4 separate regions of the Mus musculus genome follow, and regions 2, 3 and 4 are each linked to region 1. The links are chromatin contacts, called in public Micro-C and promoter capture Hi-C maps. All regions are on one chromosome and are shown on one strand. Each heading gives the region's core, a stretch centred on a gene start, on an enhancer-like site or on the middle of the called end of the contact. The rest is flanking DNA. Distances are from core to core; before and after follow the strand shown. Region 1 holds the start of Crmp1 (collapsin response mediator protein 1). Region 2 holds the start of Adra2c (adrenergic receptor, alpha 2c). Region 3 holds the start of Tmem128 (transmembrane protein 128). Region 4 holds the start of Hmx1 (H6 homeobox 1).

Region 1 (4,692 bases), core at 1,881-4,380:
GTCAATATGGCCTAGCAGTGAAGGCTTGGAAAGCTGGATCACAGGTACTAAAGTCTCTACAGCTCTGGGGACAGGGAAGAAACGTGGGAAGTTTCCTGACTATCGTTTGAAGTGTTCGAAGCCCGGGAGGTCCCGATGTGGCTCTGGGACAGGTGGGCAAGAAGCCAGGACAAAACTTCACCAAGTGGGAACAAAAGATGAACAACGGAGCCCCCCAGCTCAAAATATCAGGCAGCTGTCCCCAGGCAGGAGCAAGCCATTTCCCTGCCAATGAGCTCATTTCCTGCCTGCACAATCCCTCCACTGACCCTGTGGATAGACCCACTCCTCCACTTCCGGACTGCCAAGGGAGGTGAGGAACAGAAAAAACTCTGGACCCCGCTGGGGCCTTCCACCACATGGAGAAAACCAGTTACCTAGTCCACAGCAGGAGACCAAGAAGGGTTGTAGGCTGAAATAGAACAGCTTATATCCGGGAACACTGGCCTGTGATTTTTTTCCCCTTTTACAGATAGGAAACTGAAGCTTACAGAGATAAAATAGCATAAATTAGCTGCCATAGGGCAGCGTCACGAAGCGGGTTCTCTACTCATTAAGTCCTGCCTGTGCTCCAGCCCCTAAATTCTCCTTAATGACCGGAAGCTGCGGATGGCAGCAGCACACTTCTGTCTCCTGGATTCCTTTCCTCGCCAATAAATCATAGGTTCCGGTACCCGGGCATCCCCTGGGGTCAGCTAGGGGGTTCTGGGCAGGCAAGCTACAGAAAGGGGTTGGGCCACGTGCAAGTCAGAGGGAGGAGCCCTACTCGCTACTGGCCAAACAGATTGCTGCTCCCAAGCAGACTTTGCCGGTACAAAGCTTTACAGCCATCGGCCTCTGGCAACCACAAATGTTGCGCCTGCGCTGTTGGAACCCCTCCTCCCTCCCAAGAAAGAGCCTTATGGGCGGGGGAGGGGCCGGGCACTCTTTGCTGGAGTGGTTAAGGCTGACCCTATATCCCTAGACCTCTGCAACCCATGCCCTGAGATCTTCAGAAAGTAAATTACTCCATCCAGCGGGGCCGTGAATTCTTCTGCTCTAAGTCCCTACTATAGAGTGCTTTGGGAGGCCTCAGACACAGCCTTTTGTCAGGTCCCTAAGAAGCCAGGGAGAAAGGACAGAGGGGACCCGGGTGGGAAAAACACAGGAGCAGGTGAAGCAACTAGGGTCCAGAAACGCTAAGGAACATCTACCCGGTCGGCCATGGCGAAGCGGGAGACAAAGCTTGTGTGAATGACCCTGACCAGCGCCATGAAGCCAGAAGGACAGCTCCAGGCCAGTCACAAAGAGCACTCGCCTCCGTGGTATTCCCTTTGAGGGAAGCAGAGAACAGACTGCCACTCCCGGGTCTCAGATGAAGACATCTTAAAGAAGGTGAAACATCTCGACAGGTTCCAGGTGGCGTGGCTGGGTTTCTGAGACCTGAAGCCTTTGGTGGAGCTAGAGAGCCTGTTTCCCACGCGAGGTCGGACTACCAAGGAGGAGATAAAGGGATGGGGAACTGGACTCTGGCTAGTTCCCTGGTCCTCACCCCCGCCTCCAGCTCCCAGGCAGCAGATTCAGGACCATGGAGAGTTCCAGAGCAGGCGACAGAGCCGAAGCAAGAACACCGCCCTCAGACCAGCCCATTTTCTTCAAAACGCCTGTCCAGATTACAGTCCTGTTCAAACTCTTCCTCTGGGTTCACTTTCTCATAGTGTTAACGGAAAGGGCGAATTAATTAATTAAACCGAGAATGATGATAAAACTCCATAGCAAGCATTTATTGATCACTCTCGACCTGATTGAACTTAATTCTTGAAATGAGTCCACAGCTCTCTCTCCCCAGCCAGGGAACTTCTGGAGGGTGGGGCCAGGCTGCCGAGCCAGCCCAGCCCAGAGCTCAAGGGACAGCTTCCCAGAGCTGCTCCAACTTCTGTTTCCCAGACACGTGGCTCTGACCTCACCCACCCTGTCCAGGACTCTTCTGTCTGACCATCCGTATTCCCTGGTAAATTCCAACTTAGGGAAGAAAATCTCTAAAGCCCAAGCCCTGGTCATGTCTTTTCCTGAGGTCCCTCCTCACTTTCGGAAGTCGGGGAGTCCATACGCCTGGGTTCAAATCCCGGGTTCGCCTCCAATTTACACATCCAGGAGTGTCCTGGATGATTTCTTACTGCCCAGCATCTGAACCCTTAACCACATCGTCCCCCCAGGGAGGGGCGGGAGCAGCTGTATGAACAGAGTCATTCCGTGAACCTCTCCCAGAGCCAAGTGCAGCCTAAGCGTCCACGATCACTGGGTGAGCGGATAGATAGATGGAAGAAGACAGAGAATGCTCACCTTTTCACAGAACCCCAGAAGGTGAACGAGGCTTAAATTCACCTTACAGGTCCCTTAGCGGCAGCTGCAGCAACTTACTTCCCCTCTCAGAACCTGGCTTGGCTTTCTGAGGCTATGCTGGCCAACCCTGGCCTATCCTACAACCTCTCTGAACCTCTTGTAGGATGATGTGGGGGAGGGGCCGTAGCAGTCCCCCAGAACCTGGTGGCAGCGGGGCCCCCACACTCGCCCTCGCGCCACCCAAGCCCTGGGTCTCCAAGGGCCCCGCCCCCCACGTCCGGCCCACGTGCCCCGAGGGTACCTGGCCATTGTCCCGGCCGAGTGGCAGGTCGCGGGGCGCAGGACATCGGATGCGCAACGCTGGCGGTCTGTCATCGCGATCGCCTGGCGAACTGACAGCAGAGCCCGAGGGCTCGCTCACATCACTGGCCGTGTCTTCGCTGCCGCCGGGGCACGGCAGGCCCACGGCGTCGGGCCGGCCAGCGCTGCGTGGTGTGCGCGCGGAGCCGCGGCGGCCCACGCTGTAGGCGTCGAAGTCGATGGTCTTGTTCTCGTAGGCGCCCTCCACGGCGGCGAACATGCCGCCGTACTTCTGGCGCGGGGTCTGCGCCGCGCTGCCTGGCCGCGCCAGGTACACCGGCAGGTCGTCCTCCGTGTTCCACGCGCGCCGCCGCTCCGCCATCCCCGTCTCCGGCGGTCAGCTCTCGCCACCGCTGGCTCCGCGCTGAGCGCCTCGGTGCGGGCCCGCGGCGGCCCAAGCGCGACTGCGGTCGGGCAAAGAGGGAGGGAGGAAGGGCCGGGGCGTGGCCCGCGAGGGGCGTGGCCGGGGCGGGGCGGAGCCTACGGTGACCAAGACCAGCGCCACTGCCAGCTACAAAGGACCGTGGAGGCGGGGACAGCGGCCGGGGCGGGGAGGATGGTGACGTGCAGTAGCCGCAGCGCGGAGGGCGGGCGGCCGAGCCGCAGTGCCCTCCACGCACCCGGCTCTCCGCCTCTAGAAGGAGCGCAGGGCGCGGGCAGAGACGGGGTGGGGGCGGTGCGCGGGTGCACAACACACATACACACACGCACGTACACACGGTTAAGCTTCACCTCACAAACAAGAGTTGCACAGACATCAGCATGTCTGTACATGGTACATACACCCAAATCAGGTACCTCCGCGCTCCCTCCAGACAGCTAGCACACCATAGATACACACGCACACGCTCACACACGCTCGCGCGCGCACACCAGAGATTCCCTGTCAGGCAACCCCACGCACCACCAAAAATCATACAAAAATTAAATGATCTTAGATGCACAGTCAGAGGCATACACATCCAACTCCCCATTGGCTCACTCGACACTACTACACTGATTGCCTGATAGGATCTGGCACTAGTGTAGGTGCTGGGCACAGGACTAAGAGTAGAATGAAATCCCTGGTGTCAAGGGCCAGCTTCTAAAAGGTATGATAGAGAATGCAGCCTGCAGCACTCAGGAACAGAGGTTCCTATCCCATAGCAAGGAGGTCATGTTAGCATTACACTCCCAGACACTTGTCACTGAACCAATGACTCACACTCGTGCTGGATACACAGCCCAACAACATCTCAGGGTAAAGAATTTCCACACCACTACCAAAAGCAACCTCACAAAGGCTCCTTCACACACAGGCCTGTAGACTGCTGATAGGGAATTCGTGCACATCCCTACCAGACACGAGGGAAGGAAGAACTCTTGAACAGAACACTTAGGAAACAAATATGCAGGGATAGACACACAGGCAGTAGGCAATGACCCAGACGATAGCCTCCATCTATGGGCAGCTCCCACATCCTGAATACAGCCCACTCCAACTATGCCTGGAGCTTAATGTCTAGACTTGAGGGGCTTCTTTAACCAGGAAGAAGTATGGAGACTTGGGATCCCCTCATTTATTTATGACTTTCTAGCATAGGGGTTATGAGATTCCCTGGGGACCCAGGAATCTCAGCTGTGCTCTCTGGATGGAAGGCTCACAAGCTGCCAGCCCCCTAGGCAGACAAGTCCAAACTGGCAATCAGGATTGCTGGGGAACAGTAGGAAGCCGATTCAGCATCTGTCCCTTCAGTTAGCTTCCCCGGGCTAGGAGCTGTCCTTTCAGCACCCCACCAAAGGTCAGAGAAGTCTGTAGCCAACCTTGGAGAACTCCAGACAGACAGTAAACGTGACTGTTGAGACCTTAACCAGAGGACTCTGCCACATAGGAGGATCTGCGACATCAGCTGACACCTCACGCTCCCTCTGTGATTTAGCCAGTCTGCGCTGCAAGCAGGACGCTTCTGCTGTTGGGTTGAGGAAGCAGGA
Region 2 (4,561 bases), core at 1,425-3,924, 2.0 Mb after region 1:
TCCTTCGAAAGAGGATATGCTTGAAAGAGCGCCTGAAGTCCTGATTGAAGACAGTGTAGATGACCGGGTTGAGCGAACTGTTGCAGTAGCCGATCCAGAAGAAAAACTTAAAGAGCGGTTCTGGCAACTGGCAGGCCTCACGGCAGATGCCATACAGGCTGTAGCTGAAGAAGAAGGGGAACCAGCACAGTACGAACACGCCCATGACCACCGCCAACACGAAGGTGAAGCGCTTCTCGCGTGCCTGGGCCACCTTGCGGCGGCACACACTGCTGCGCGCCCGGCGCCGACGCGACAGGAAGAACTCGACGGAGCGCGAGCTGGCCCGCGACAGGCGCCCTCCGGGGCCTGGGGACCGAGACGCCGTCCGAGCACCCTGCTCGGCTGCCAGTCCCGGTCCCGGTCCGTCCGCACTGCCCGTGTCCCCCTCAGCACCCTCTCGCCGCCGTCCTCCTCTGCGCAGCGCGCCCCGGCGCCTCCGCCTCTCGGCCGCACTGCTCTCATCCGGCTCCACTTCAGTGCGCGGGGGCGCGCAATGCCCGTTCTCCCCCGCTGCCTTGCCCAGCCCATTCTCTGTGGTCGGGGACGCGCCGTCGGGGCCGGCGGGGCCGCGTTTCTCGCTGAGCGTACGCGTGCGCAGCTTGGCCACGCGGTAGATGCGCGCATAGACCAGGCCCATGATGAGGCAGGGCGCGAAGAAGGAGCCTATGCAGGAGGACAAGATGTACCAGGTCTCATCGTTGAGGCCGCACTGCGGATAGGCGGCGCCGTCGGGCCGGCGGTAGAACGAGACGAGAGGCGGGAAGGAGATGACAGCGGAGATGAGCCACACGGCCACGATGGTGGCCTTGACACGGCGCGGCGTGCGCTTCAGGTTGTACTCTACCGCTTGCGTCACCGACCAGTAGCGGTCCAGACTAATGGCACACAGGTGCACGATGGACGAGGTGCAGAAGAGCACGTCCAGTGCCAGGTATACACCACACCACACTTGCCCGAAGTACCAGTAGGCCATGAGCTCATTGGCCAGAGAAAAGGGCATGACCAGTGTGGCCACCAGGATGTCAGCTGAGGCCAGAGACACCAGGAAGAGGTTCTGCGGGGCGCGCAGTGCTCGGCTGGTCAACACAGCGATCACCACGAGCACATTGCCTACCACGGTGAAAACGATGAGGAAACCCACCACAGCTGCCAACCCCGCCACAGCACCTGCGGAGTACTGGCCCGGCGGTGGCACCCAGTCGGTCCCCGAGGCGTTGGCACCCCCGCCGCTACCCCATTCGCCCGCGTCGCTCCCGTTGGGGCCCTCAGCCGCCGCCGCCGCCAGCGCCGCGGCCAGCGCTGGGGACGCCATGGTCCTCCCGAGAGCTACGCGGTCCTGCCAGGAGCCCGGGCGCAGCCTCGGCAGCTCGGGCGCCCCACAGCCAGGGTCGGCGTCCGCATCGCCGCCTGCTCCTCCGGCGCGCCGGCTGGGGGCCACGAAGCCCCGCAGCCGGCTCTCGGCCGTGGTGGCCCGGCGGGCGGGCGGCGCGCCGGAGAGCGTGGCTGCCGGGCTCCCCGCAGCTGCCGCGCGCGTAAGTGCAGAGCTGGAGGTGCCCAGAGAGCGCGGCGACGCGGCGGTGGGGGGGAATGGGGGTAGGTCCCGGGTCCTCGAGCGGCCCCGCCCTCGGCCTGGGTTCAGTGGGAGCGTCCCGGCCGCCAGCCCACGGAGATGCGGTGTCCAAGCTGGTGCACGCAAGCGGCTCCACGGTCCGGGTGCCCGACTGGGCTGCAGGCTGCAGGCGGCGGCCCGGACACTCTGCTTCCCAACGGGCTGGCTGGGGCTAAGCGAGCCGGGGCGCAGGTTGCCGTTCTTCCGGGTCCCTGCAACTTTACTTTGCGGGGCTGGGCGCCGACACCCGCGGTCCTCCTGCTGCTCCCGAGTGCGGGCGCCCCCCAAGGTCCGCGTTCGGCCGTGCGGGCGCCGCCTCGCCCTCCCCGCTCGCCGGTGCAGCGTCTCCGCCGCCGCGGAGCGCTTGGCGCAAGTGCTGTCGCCCGGGCTCGGCTTCCAACTTGAGTCCAGTAGCGCAGCGGGGAGGGCGCAGCGGGGCGGGGCGGGGCGCCCCGCAGGCCCGAGCCGCGGGCCCGGGGGGAGCGGGCCGGGAGCCGGAGCCCGCGGCCGCCTGGGCGAACCTGCCGGCGGCGCCGGGGAGGAGCCCTAGGCGGCGGCGCAGGGCGCGCACTCGGCGAGGGCGCCCCCTCCAGGGCCAACTGCAGCCTGCGGGGCCCGGCTGAGCGCGGGCTGGCCTGAGCGGTGAGTTCTAGAAGCCTGCTCTTTCTAAGATCGTAGTCTCCACCTCACTCGGTTACAGGCGACGGAGCGCGCGCGGGCGCGCACACCGGCTCGTAAGGGGCTGGCTCGGGGTCCGCGGCCTGATTGGAGAGTGCGCTTGTAGCAGCATGGCAGAGACACTGCTGGTGCGCATCATTCCTTTGGAGCTTAGGGTCCCTGCTCCCCTGCAGAGCCACCTCCTCAGTCAGCCTCAGTTCCCTCCTCTGAGTACCTCTCAGCGCTGCGGGATCGTGAATCATAACCACGGTGTCAGTCGAGGCCCAGATCAAGCTCCCAAGCTCTATACCCATGTTGGCAATTGTTGAAGTTGAATCTTAATGCTGTGTGATCCCGCTTTTCACAGCTGGAGGGGACGCTCCAGACCTGCGCTTTTGACAAACTCAAAACTGACCTGCCCCATGCAGCGTGATTTTGTGGGAGTAGGTTTAAGAGAGGGCGAGCAAATCAAATGTTGGGGAGATCTCGTGTCAGTTTCACAGAGGTTCTGTCACGTGTGGCCTGAGTTGAGTTGAGGCACTGGTCTCTGCCTCCAGGCAGCCCCAGGTCTGCAGGGAGGATGTGGCCAAGAGAATAAATTGGACTTTCCAGACCTAGCGTTTCCCTGCTAGAACTAAAGGAGTACCATTCTCTCCACCAAGGCTGGCCAGGACCTCATTACACAGGTCAGATAGACCGGAAAGGGAGGGGAGTTGGCAATCCACTGGCAGAAGGCCTCATCAGAAAGTCATTCTGAGGACCTTGGAGCCATGACCTGTGGCATCTGGACTTGTCCCTGCTCTGGTGGCTGCTTCTCCCTGCAGTCCTTGAGGATAGTGCAACCTCCTTGTGGGCACTGCAGCCCTAGAGGACCCACAGGACCTACCCTCAGGGCAGGGGTGTCCAACTAGGATTAGGCAGACGACAAACATTTCAGACCATGGGCCTGTCTTGAGTACTGTGCCCGTGCAGGACACACTTCTTGATGCCTGTCCTGGGCACTTTCTAACTCAGGGCTTGCAAAGTGCCATGTGCTGTCACCTGAGAATGTGAACTATGAGGAAGAACCGCCAAGGTTTTTTAACAAGTCCTTCTTACCCAGAGGCCCCAACAAGGGCCACTGATCAAAACAACTTCAGTTGGTTTGTATAGAAGCCCCCAGATGACTCCAACATCAGTATATTGGAGGAAGAGGAGGTCTGGCCTTATGGTGTTTGTGTCTGGATATTCACCCCCACACTGAGTGCCATCAAAGCCCTGGAACTTCCCCACCCCCCATCCCTACCCCCAACCCAGCCTAGAAGCAAAGGAGGAGGTGACAGCATGTATCACCTTTGGATATGGAGGAGTTATTAGGAAAAAGCTTTGTGGACCATGCTCCCTAGGGACTGAGGTAGTCCCCAGTGTGTGGATGGTCCCTAAGACAGAGTGCTCTTTAGGAATGTGGGTACTCCTTCAGATGGGATGCTTCTTTGGTGAGAGTGCCCCCCGAAGAGGCTGGTTTAGTTCTGAGGATGTGGGAGCCTGAGGACGATGAGGGGAAGGGCAAGTGGGCACTGGTCGGGTACTGTTGGAGAGATGGCTTCTCCCCTTGCAGGCAGCATTGTGGACCTGCCTGAGTCAGAGATGCTGTCATATGAGAAGCTGAGGGGACAACAGGTAGTCTAGCCCAAGCCCTGACTGCACACAGCCTCACGTTTCCAAGTGATGCCTGCCTAGGCAAAGGGATGCCCTGGGAGCCCTGCAAGGGAAGCCTGCAAGGGCATCTGCAGGGCTCGCTACTGAGTGACCTAGGCTCTTGGGGATGATGGCTACATGCTGTAGGGATGCTGACCATACCTCCCGGCATAACTGAGAGGAAGCCACTCTGGAGTCAGCAGCCAGAAGTGAGAGTTAAAGAGTCTGCTCATTTGAGGGCAGCTGGTGAGACCCCCTGGGGTGGCAGGAACTTACGAAGAGGCTGAACTAGCCTCTTTGCCCAGAGATAGCCAATTAGCCCCAACAGTCTGCTTCTGGTTGTTCTGTGGCAGGAAACAATGTGTGCCCCTACAGACTGTGTGTTCAAGAGTAGTTGGTGGCAGGCCACACTGGGTGTTTGTACCTACTATGTGAGGGCATTCTGGGAAGGTCCTGGTATATTTCAGAAGGAAATCCATGTGAAGTGAAGCAGCCTGGGTATTCAGAGTGGTGGGTATACTGGTGCCTAGAAGTGCGGGGTTGGTCCAGCCAGGGTTGCATAGTGCCTGGATGTTG
Region 3 (4,277 bases), core at 376-2,875, 1.0 Mb before region 1:
ATGCATGAAGTCTTGAGTTCTATGCCAAGAACCTACCAAACAAATAACAAAAATGGTAGATTTACATTTGCTGAAATAGTTAATAGGTACTCACTAGAAAATATGCTCAATATTACTGGTTATTGCTGAAAAATGAATCTTGGAATCGCATTTCATAATCTTCTAGCTACAGCAATGCCATCCAGAAGTATGGTATAGCACACACTTTATTTCACATTTCCTCTAGGGAAGTAATTAATTATGTTAACTAAGTAAAATGTCAAAAGCAGGGGAATGAGAGGGTTCAGCAGGTAACATGGTTGCTGCACAAACATGAGAACCTGAGTTCATCCCCAGCATCCACAGAGACAGGTGGATCCAGGGGCCAAGGGACATCTAGTCTCAAAAAAAATGTGGAGACCAAAAGAGCAAGATGCGCAATCTCTGGCCTCCAAAAGCACGTGTACCAATTAATGAGTGCGCATACACTAATAAAAGGAAAACGCCAAATACAATAAAATTTATACCAAAATATTTTAAACAGACATCAGCTTTTGGGGTAGCTCCAACATGGAGTAACACACCAGAGCTGTAGCCCCGGAAGACAGCATAGACTGCACAGTTGACAGGCGAGTCACTGCTCTCCCTGCAAACAAAATGAAGGGATTCCGACATGCCATCTCTGTATGAGGACTACTGGTTTCCAAGTGAGGTCTCTAGACTATCAGTCTGTAGAGAGGTTACTACTAACACAAATTCTTGAAGATATTCTCAAAATGCACACAAACTGCCAGTGTTTATTTTGAAAAGCTAACAAATAAAGTTCTTACAATATCCAGGTCAAACAGCTCTAAAATAAAGTGTATCTCATCCTTACCGTTCTCTAGCCTATAGGAAGCTAGCATGATTCGTTCCTATGAAATTGCTTTTTATTCTGTGCATCTACAGGCAAAAACACATAATGGAGTGTAGTTCGTACCCAAATGGTGACATGTCATAAATATTGTTCTGAGATACCTTCTGAAAACGGCCCACAGGGATACAGAAAAGTCTATCTGATGTCCAGGCAGAGATACATCTAATCCAAACTGATTTTTGCTAGCTTTCTGCTGACAGGCAGCTAAGTACATACATCCGTACCGTATTACATTGGGGCAAAGCTGAAGTGGTCGGTTTTGGTTTTAGTTTTAAAGGGGGTTTCCAAGCCGGCATTAAGTCGACTCTCCACGGAATGCGGAAATACGGCTCAGGGGAGGATGGGATGGTTGAAAGACCTGTCAGGACCCTGGACACCGACTCGCGGCCCCACTCTGGGCCCCAGAGTCTGGGGAGCCTCACCCGGCTTGGCCTCGTCCTCGCAGTCCAGCTCTACTTCGGAAGGAAACAGGTAACGCCGCCGTAGCTGCTCCCGAGCCCACGGAGCGTCCATCTTGGCGCCCGCCAGTGCGACGGAAGTGACCGCACGCAGCACTTCCGGCGCCAGGTCCAAGGGCGGAATCTCCGGACGCTCGGAATAAAACTGTATTACCTTGGCGGTTTTAGTGGGCGAAGAAACCGCACTAAATCACCAAGAAGCACTTGAACTTTAAAATACGGATCTCTGGTCTCAGGAGCAGTGGGTCCCTGTATTATTACTATCTATGGAAGCTCTAAAGGACCAAGGTTAGCGTTGCCTCTGGCTGCGCGGTCCTGAGAACATCCAGTTTCCAGCGCCTAAACGTAGAAAATAACCTTCTATCCAAGGCTAAACTTCCAAGCCCCAGTCTCCCGGTTACTCCAGCTCTGTAGGGGTTCCACCGCTAGTCTGGGATGAGTTGTAGGCAGTCCCAGGGACAGCAAAGAACCGCCAGATTAGGGGGAAACGACCTCTGAGATTAAAAGAAATTGCACTCCCCCAACATCCCTGTCAGTTTACCAGAAAGCAGGAAAGTGACAGGGTTCATATTCAGCATTCTGAGCCCCAATAATGAGCTGTTCTTCCTCATTTTTATTTATTTATTTATTTATTTATTTTTGGTTTTTCGAGACAGGGTTTCTCTGTATAGTCCTGGCTGTCCTGGAACTCACTTTGTAGACCAGGCTGGCCTCGAACTCAGAAATCCACCTGCCTCTGCCTCCCGAGTGCTGGGATTAAAGGCGTGAGCCACCATACCCGGCTTGTTTTTCCTCACTTTTAAGGTTGTTCAGAAGTATAACTCTGAGGCAGATGATACTGCCTCAAGGTCCTCAATTTTTCACTTTCATAGCTTGGATGAGTGAAAGAGCATGCAATCTGACTAACTCTGCAGGAAACTCCCTCCCAGATGTGATGACACCTTTTGCCTCCAGAGTCTGCATTCCTCTTATAAACTGCAGCTTTCCCCAGTTTCTGGGAATTCATTTTGGAAGCAATTCCCCCTTGTTCCAATTTGCTGTAAATAAGGTTTTTGTTTGTTTGTTGTTGTTGTTGTTGTTGTTTGTTTTGATTTGTTTTATTTTTCTGTGATCACTACTTTGGTATTCTGTTCATTTTGTCTCTGGTAATACTTACAGGTTGCATGGCTTTGGGCAAGGAAGGAACCCAAGACTATTTGCTTTTCTGCCTAATAGACATTATATCCATCTCTATATCTGGTTTGTTGGGCTTGAGGGAAAACCAATGGTTTAGGGATCCTGTGAGCCCTCTTCTCTCGGCTTGTGAAAAATAGCCCTCTCTGGACTGTGGGAACCAGCCTTCTTTTCCAGCCAATTGTTCCCACCACCCAGTGCCCATAATCTGCATTTCACTGGATCACAACTTATTCTTCTATCAAGAGTCCTATTGTTTATTCTCCTACTCTTTCCCTAGTGAGTCATGAGCTGAGAAAGTTTGTGCTTAACCAGTCAAGCGTGTATTGCACCTGCTATTCACTATGAACTGCCATGCCTGAGGCCGGACAATGGAGACAAGATGAGTAAGAACTGACCCTGCTCTTGAAGTGCTCCTGGTTCAAACCTGACCTCAGATATAGAAGAGAAGACAGTGCTGCTTGAAATGTCGAGGCGTGTTTCATTAATTCGAGCAGAGCAACATTTTCTGACTAGCTACTTAGAGTAAATGCTGAGGACGAGGTAGGGATGTAATGGCGGAGATAATGTCAGTCTGGTGCCATAATGGAAATCTGCCTGTGGGATGTGGGGAGTATGGAAGAGAACTGGTGTGTTCTGCCAGGGGATGTAAGGAAGGCAGAGAGGTGGGCTGAATACAGCATCACATCCCGGCAGGAAAATCTGAGCGCTCTTCCATATGGTGTGGGGGCTGATGAAGAAATAGGAAAGGGGTTGAGTTTCTCTGAATTTGTTTCTGTTGTTACTTTAGCTTTCCTGCATCCCTTGAGGCAAAGAGTAATGGCTGAGCAGCTCGGATGGCCTTTCTAAACAATAACTCCCTTTTCCTGGTTTCCTTTTCTTTCCAGGATCCTAAAGAACCAGATTCAGCTCTTCTCTGTCCTCCTCTTTTCCCCCCTGTACAAAGTTAGAAAGTCTTGTTAACAGAAAAGTCAGTTTGTCCCATCAGCTAAGAAGGGTCACTGCTGGGTCTCCCTTGAAACTGGATATTCCCAAGAGAGTCACAGCCGTTCTGGAGTTTCCATATGTGGTATATTTGGGTCAGGTCAAGTTTCCCCTGTGGTGTTTCCGAAGACTTTGTGTTTAGATCTGAAATCCTTCCAGGTATTTCCCCTGGTATTTTTAACGGTACTGCCTTTACACCATATTGATGATACTTAAAAGCTGATTGGAACCAGTCCAATATTTAATGACATCTTCTTTGCTGAGGCCCATCTCCTGGGTTCTTCAGTGTATTCATTGTGACACCTTAATTACAGATATGCGATACAGGCTACAACCAACAAAGAAATTTTCATTTTCAATGTTGATTACCTGTGGGAGAAAATGAATTTGACTGTGACCTTTGCCCCTTTAGCTGTCTAGTTAAGTCCACATGTTTATACACTATTGAACCCTGCTTCATTTCTGTGGGCTCTTGGGCAAGTGATTTCAATGTGATAAATACCAGTCTATTCATCCATGAAGTTGCATATACTCAAGGGGAGAATATTCCATCCTGATAGCACCACTCCATGCCTTTTGTGGCCTATGCATTCAGACAGTGGGACCTGTCATTCTCTAGGCTTGCCAGCCCAAAGATCTGACATCTGACACTTACTTTTTGTGACCTTTCTCCATCTCCTTGCCTTCCTCTCTCTCTCTCTCTCTTTCTCTCTCTCTCTCTCTCTCTGTGTGTGTGTGTGTGCGTGCGTGTGTGTGTGTGTGTGTGT
Region 4 (4,300 bases), core at 1,153-3,652, 1.9 Mb after region 1:
AAGGAAACAACTCTTAGGAGAAACAAATGCACATTCCCCAGAGAAATCCCACCGGGTGACATTGGCACAACCCCGACCCAGATCCCCTCAGAGGCAGGCCCTCTGCAGCAGCAAAATATGCTCCAAGAGACCAAGGAGTAAGGCTGTTCTACCAATCACTGCATTCCTACCCTGCCCCAACCATCTCCTACGCTTGGGGTCTTGCCCACAGAGGACCTTTGGGCTCATGCTCCAAGTCCCAGATTCAGGGCGTACAAGGGATGTCACCAGGTTAAATAAGTTCCCGTGGGCTCCCACTTCTCCTCTAGACATCTGGGTCCATGAAACCAATTCAGGCTGGTCTGTCCTTCTGCCTGACCGATGGATCAGAGGTCAAGGTGGGTTTTGGCCCAGGTTATGCCTCAGTACAGTGGACTTGTGCTTACAGCTAAACTCCGCCTGGTTTCCTTGAAAGCATCCCCCTCAGTGCCCATGCAATGTCGCCTAGCAGGATGGTGTGTATGCAGCCAGACCATAGGGGAGGTCCTACAAAGACACCCAAAGCCCCTACACTCGGAGGTCTGTCCATGTGTTGCCATAAAGTGCTAATCTGACTCACCTGCTCGCTTGACTCAACAGGAACAGAGAACTCTAACCCGCATGGCACGAAATAAGGCAAAAGGCCGGGGTGGGGTGGGGGTGGGGGTGGTGGTGACTATTGGACTACAGGTGAGGATGGCCCAACTAAAAGGGAGAATAAAATGCGCCCTGCAAGAGCCTCCTCACTGGATACTACTGACCCCTGTTTAAGCTTATGTAAAGAAGGCAGGCATTCCAAACCTGGGCTGGGAGACTTGTCCTACTCCATACCAGGAGTGGGGTGAGTACCTAATAGAAAAGAACGGGCCCCAGGCCACCTCCTACCCCAAAGCTTATACACAGAGCCTGGGTGGGCACCCTTTAGTTATATATAAGTCTGTGTGTTTAGGGACCCGGCTGGCTCAAGGGGCTGGGGTGAGGAAGGTTGAAATACCCTTCTAGTCTCAAGGGTTGCTCTCTAATGAGCAGGTCCTAAGAGAGGTTGAGGTCTGGACCCTCTGGAGACAGGCAGTCAGAGTCAGGATGTCCAGGCCAGAGGGGTAAGTGGGTTCTGGGACTGAGAAGCCCCCACCCCCATTCTCTGAGCCCTCTGCAGGAAACAAAGGCCAAAGAGGGGGAGGGGCAAGAAAAGAAGAGAGGGGTGGGATGGACCCTTCAGAGTGGGCTCCTACCAGCCTCAGCCTTTGGGCCTGAGAAGACCCAACGCAGGCTCAGGCCCAGCCCATGGTCTTACTGCGCAGCAGGGAGGGCAAAGGATACTTTGGGGTTGCAATTGCTATAGAAGAAGGCCTCCCATCCAGCCTCCATAGCTGTGGTCTCTCAGCTCTGCCCCTTTTATTTTAGTGCTTGACCCCCGCGGCCTCCCCTCCTCTGCCACCTTTCCTCTTCCTTCACTTCCCTTTCACCTTCGATGTTTCTCCAAACACACTCTTTCCCCTTCTCATCTTTCCGAGGCCTATTTCACTCTCCTCTCCGAATTTTGTGTTCTTGGGCCTGATCCTAGCCTTAGCAGCTTCCTACATGCAGTGCCATCCCCAGTCTCCAACAATTGCCCATCCAAGGGGATCTCATACCACCCAGGCCCCAGTACACAGGAAGACTAGGAGCTCACTAAGCCCGAAGTCACCAAAAGAATGCATAGGGAGGGAGCAGAGCCCTGACCATTGCCCACCCCTTCCCCGCAACCTCACTCACTGTCAGGACTTAGACCACCTCCGTAGCCGCCGTGCACCCGTGGGTACCACCGCGTTGTACCTCCGCAGCCGAGCGCGAAGGGCGGGCCGGGCCCAGGAGGCGGCCGGGGCCCTAGGCCCAGTGCCCGGGCCCTCGCCTCCCCGCCCGGCCCGCTGCCCGCGCGCTGCTGTCGCCGCCGCTGTAGTCGTCGTCGCGCCTGCTCCGGATCCTCGTCCTCGGGGTCGTCGTCGTCCTCTTCCTCTTCCTCGCGGACGCCATCGCCCTGGGTTGAGCGCCCCGCGCCCTTGGCCTCGGCTGCTAGCAGGTTCTCGATGAGGAAGGAGGAGGCGCGAGCTGGTGTGGCGCGCCCGGGCTCGGTCAGCTCATCCGGCATCGCGGCCGCGGGCCCGTCGGGCAAGGCTGGGATCCTGGGGGTCCCTGGTTGCCTGGGGCGCAGCTGCTCTTCCCGGCCCCGTTTGGATAGTGGCGAACGGCCGCCTGGCGCACGCGCGGCCTGGCCCTGGAGAGCCGCTGCCCGGAGTGAGGGCGTCGGGCTCCACGAGGCGGGCGTCGGCTTCTGTGCCGGGCTGGGCTGGGCGGGAGCGGGTGCGCGCGGACGGCCGTTCCCGCAGCAGCCTCCCTCGCGTTTCTCCGAGCGGTTCAGGTCGCCGCCCCGGCTGGCCTCACGGGAGGGGGAGGGGGCGGTGCCGGGGGCGGGGCGGCGCGAGTTTCGTAGGCTCAGCCCCAACGACCCGCTGCAGCCCGGAGAGAAGCCATTGCCGGAGATGCTGCCCGGCCGGACTCTGCGCGCAGGTGGTGGCAGGGCCCAGGGCAGGAGACCCGGTGGTCCTGGGGGTACGACCCCGCGAGATGCGTTCCGGCGCCCCCCACCCCGGTACCCGCGCCAGGGAGTGGGAGAAGGCGGGGCCTCGGCTGGGAGGTCGACCATTGGCTACAGGGTCGCTGTGAAGCCCAGACTGGCCAATCGCATCCGAGGAGAGCCTTGCTCACCCTCCGGGAGCGTGTCGGAACCCGCAGAACGCTCGGTTTGTGCGTGAGTCCCTGTGACTGTGTATTTGCGCGCGGGTAAGGACTATTGCCGACTGGGCCGCAGTCTTTTTCTTTTTTTTTAAGACCTCGCGTGTAATTTAAAACGGGGATTCTGCCAAAACAAGTTTGCAGAGACGCAGCATGTTTTAACTCTTACGCGTAACGAAATATGCTCTTGGTGCCATCGCGCTGCGATGGAATGCTCTCATATCCCGGGCTCAGTTTCGGTGTGTAAAGAGAGTCAAGCCCGAAGGTGCCCCATGGTGTCACGCTGGGTAGGAACAGATTACATTTGCTCTGGCACCTCCATTGCCCGGCCTTCTCACTCTCTTTCAGGCTGGTAAGAGCTTCGTGCCTAGCCACTGTGCGGGACTGCAGGTCTTGAGGAACAATTCCTCTTTCTGCCTCTCTTGCCCTGCACAAAGTGAATTTTCTTCCCCCGCTTCAGGAGCAAGGCCGCAGAGGGTAACCCAGACTTCGCTGAGACCAACGGAGCTGTGATCCACTTCCAACAGGAATAGGGGGACAGCCTAGTCACTGAGCGGAACGCTTCACTGGATGCGGGTTATCACGGAAGGCCCATCTAGCTGCTCAGTGCGGGTCACAGACAGTGCGTAAAGAAGTGTGTCCCACTGTCCAGGAGAAGGCAACTGCAGGCCCGGAGCCCACTTTGTTTAATCTCCCCAACAAGAGAAATAGAGGGAAATAGAGTCACCCTATACTTCAAAGGGAAAAACTAATGTGAAAAGAGAGCGCTTCCCCTCCCTCCCACTATAAGTGGCTCTTGAGGATATAGAAGGATGGATGAGCCGCCAGGCTAAGGAACCTTTGGGGTCTGCACCCTGGCTAGAAACCTGGATGGGAAGTGGGTTTTGTGCACGATAGGACTTGATTTTGGAGCCATATTGGGCAAGGCAAGAGGAATCGCTGGCAAGCAGCCACATTTCATAGGTGAGGGCTCTGAGTCAAAGTTGGGTGTCTCCAACTTTGACTCAGAGTGTCCCAAGTGCTGTTACTTCCTGGGTGTCCCAGCTCAGACATACTCAGGGACCTGGGTAGAGGTGGGGGCGGGGAGGGAGAAATTAGCAATGATATTTGTTTGTAGGAATCAGGCACAACCCCTGGGCCGGCCAATTCAGGTTGGTTTTGTTGTTGGTGGTGGTTTGTTTTTGTTTTGATATGGTTTTTCGTTTTTCCGAGTTAGGGTATCTATGTTAGCCCAGAGATCCTTTTGCCCCTGCCTCCTGAGTGCTGGGATTAAAGGCATGAGGCATCACTGCAGGGCTCGGGGTTGTTTTTTGAAGTGATGAAGAAACAGACCAGAAAGGAGCCCTACTAAAAATGGTGATGGAGAGAACCGTCCAACTTCTGCAAGTTCCAGGCTCCCCTTGTGAACAGTACCTTCCTGCTTGTAAAATGGAGCCTGTTGGGTGGGTGCTGTGGCTTCCATTTTATTTCTCTGCTCTCTGGATGGGGGAGCCAGGCTGGGCTTCTTAGG

The links. Promoter capture Hi-C pulls out the DNA fragments that hold promoters and counts their contacts. A called contact is a pair of places that touch in the nucleus more often than the background predicts.
Region 2: a contact with region 1 is called in a Micro-C map of embryonic stem cells, with 4 times the contacts expected there. The contact joins the promoter of Adra2c here to the promoter of Crmp1 in region 1. A contact is called at or near these places in 1 of 39 promoter capture datasets (cranial neural crest) and 2 of 484 Hi-C or Micro-C datasets (both in embryonic stem cells).
Region 3: a contact with region 1 is called in a promoter capture Hi-C map of embryonic stem cells, with 4 times the contacts expected there. The contact joins the promoter of Tmem128 here to the promoter of Crmp1 in region 1.
Region 4: a Micro-C map of embryonic stem cells shows a contact between it and region 1, with 4 times the contacts expected there. The contact joins the promoter of Hmx1 here to the promoter of Crmp1 in region 1. A contact is called at or near these places in 2 of 39 promoter capture datasets (both in embryonic stem cells), 4 of 484 Hi-C or Micro-C datasets (all in embryonic stem cells) and 2 of 115 datasets of contacts at active chromatin or transcription factors (both in embryonic stem cells).

Annotation. Positions count from the first base shown.
Region 1 is chr5:37,240,496-37,245,187 of GRCm38.p6, reverse strand. It overlaps Crmp1 (collapsin response mediator protein 1), which reads right to left and starts at 3,130. Exons shown (of 14, transcript NM_001136058.2): 1 at 2,663-3,130. The coding sequence starts at 3,043.
Region 2 is chr5:35,276,679-35,281,239 of GRCm38.p6, reverse strand. It overlaps Adra2c (adrenergic receptor, alpha 2c), which reads right to left and starts at 2,674. Exons shown (of 1, transcript NM_007418.3): 1 at 1-2,674. The coding sequence starts at 1,354.
Region 3 is chr5:38,257,533-38,261,809 of GRCm38.p6, reverse strand. Tmem128 (transmembrane protein 128) reads right to left here and starts at 1,625. Exons shown (of 5, transcript NM_025480.4): 1 at 1,318-1,625. The coding sequence starts at 1,408.
Region 4 is chr5:35,386,963-35,391,262 of GRCm38.p6, reverse strand. It overlaps Hmx1 (H6 homeobox 1), which reads right to left and starts at 2,402. Exons shown (of 2, transcript NM_010445.4): 1 at 1,774-2,402. The coding sequence starts at 2,146. It overlaps E130018O15Rik (RIKEN cDNA E130018O15 gene), which reads left to right and starts at 2,787. Exons shown (of 2, transcript NR_152157.1): 1 at 2,787-2,838.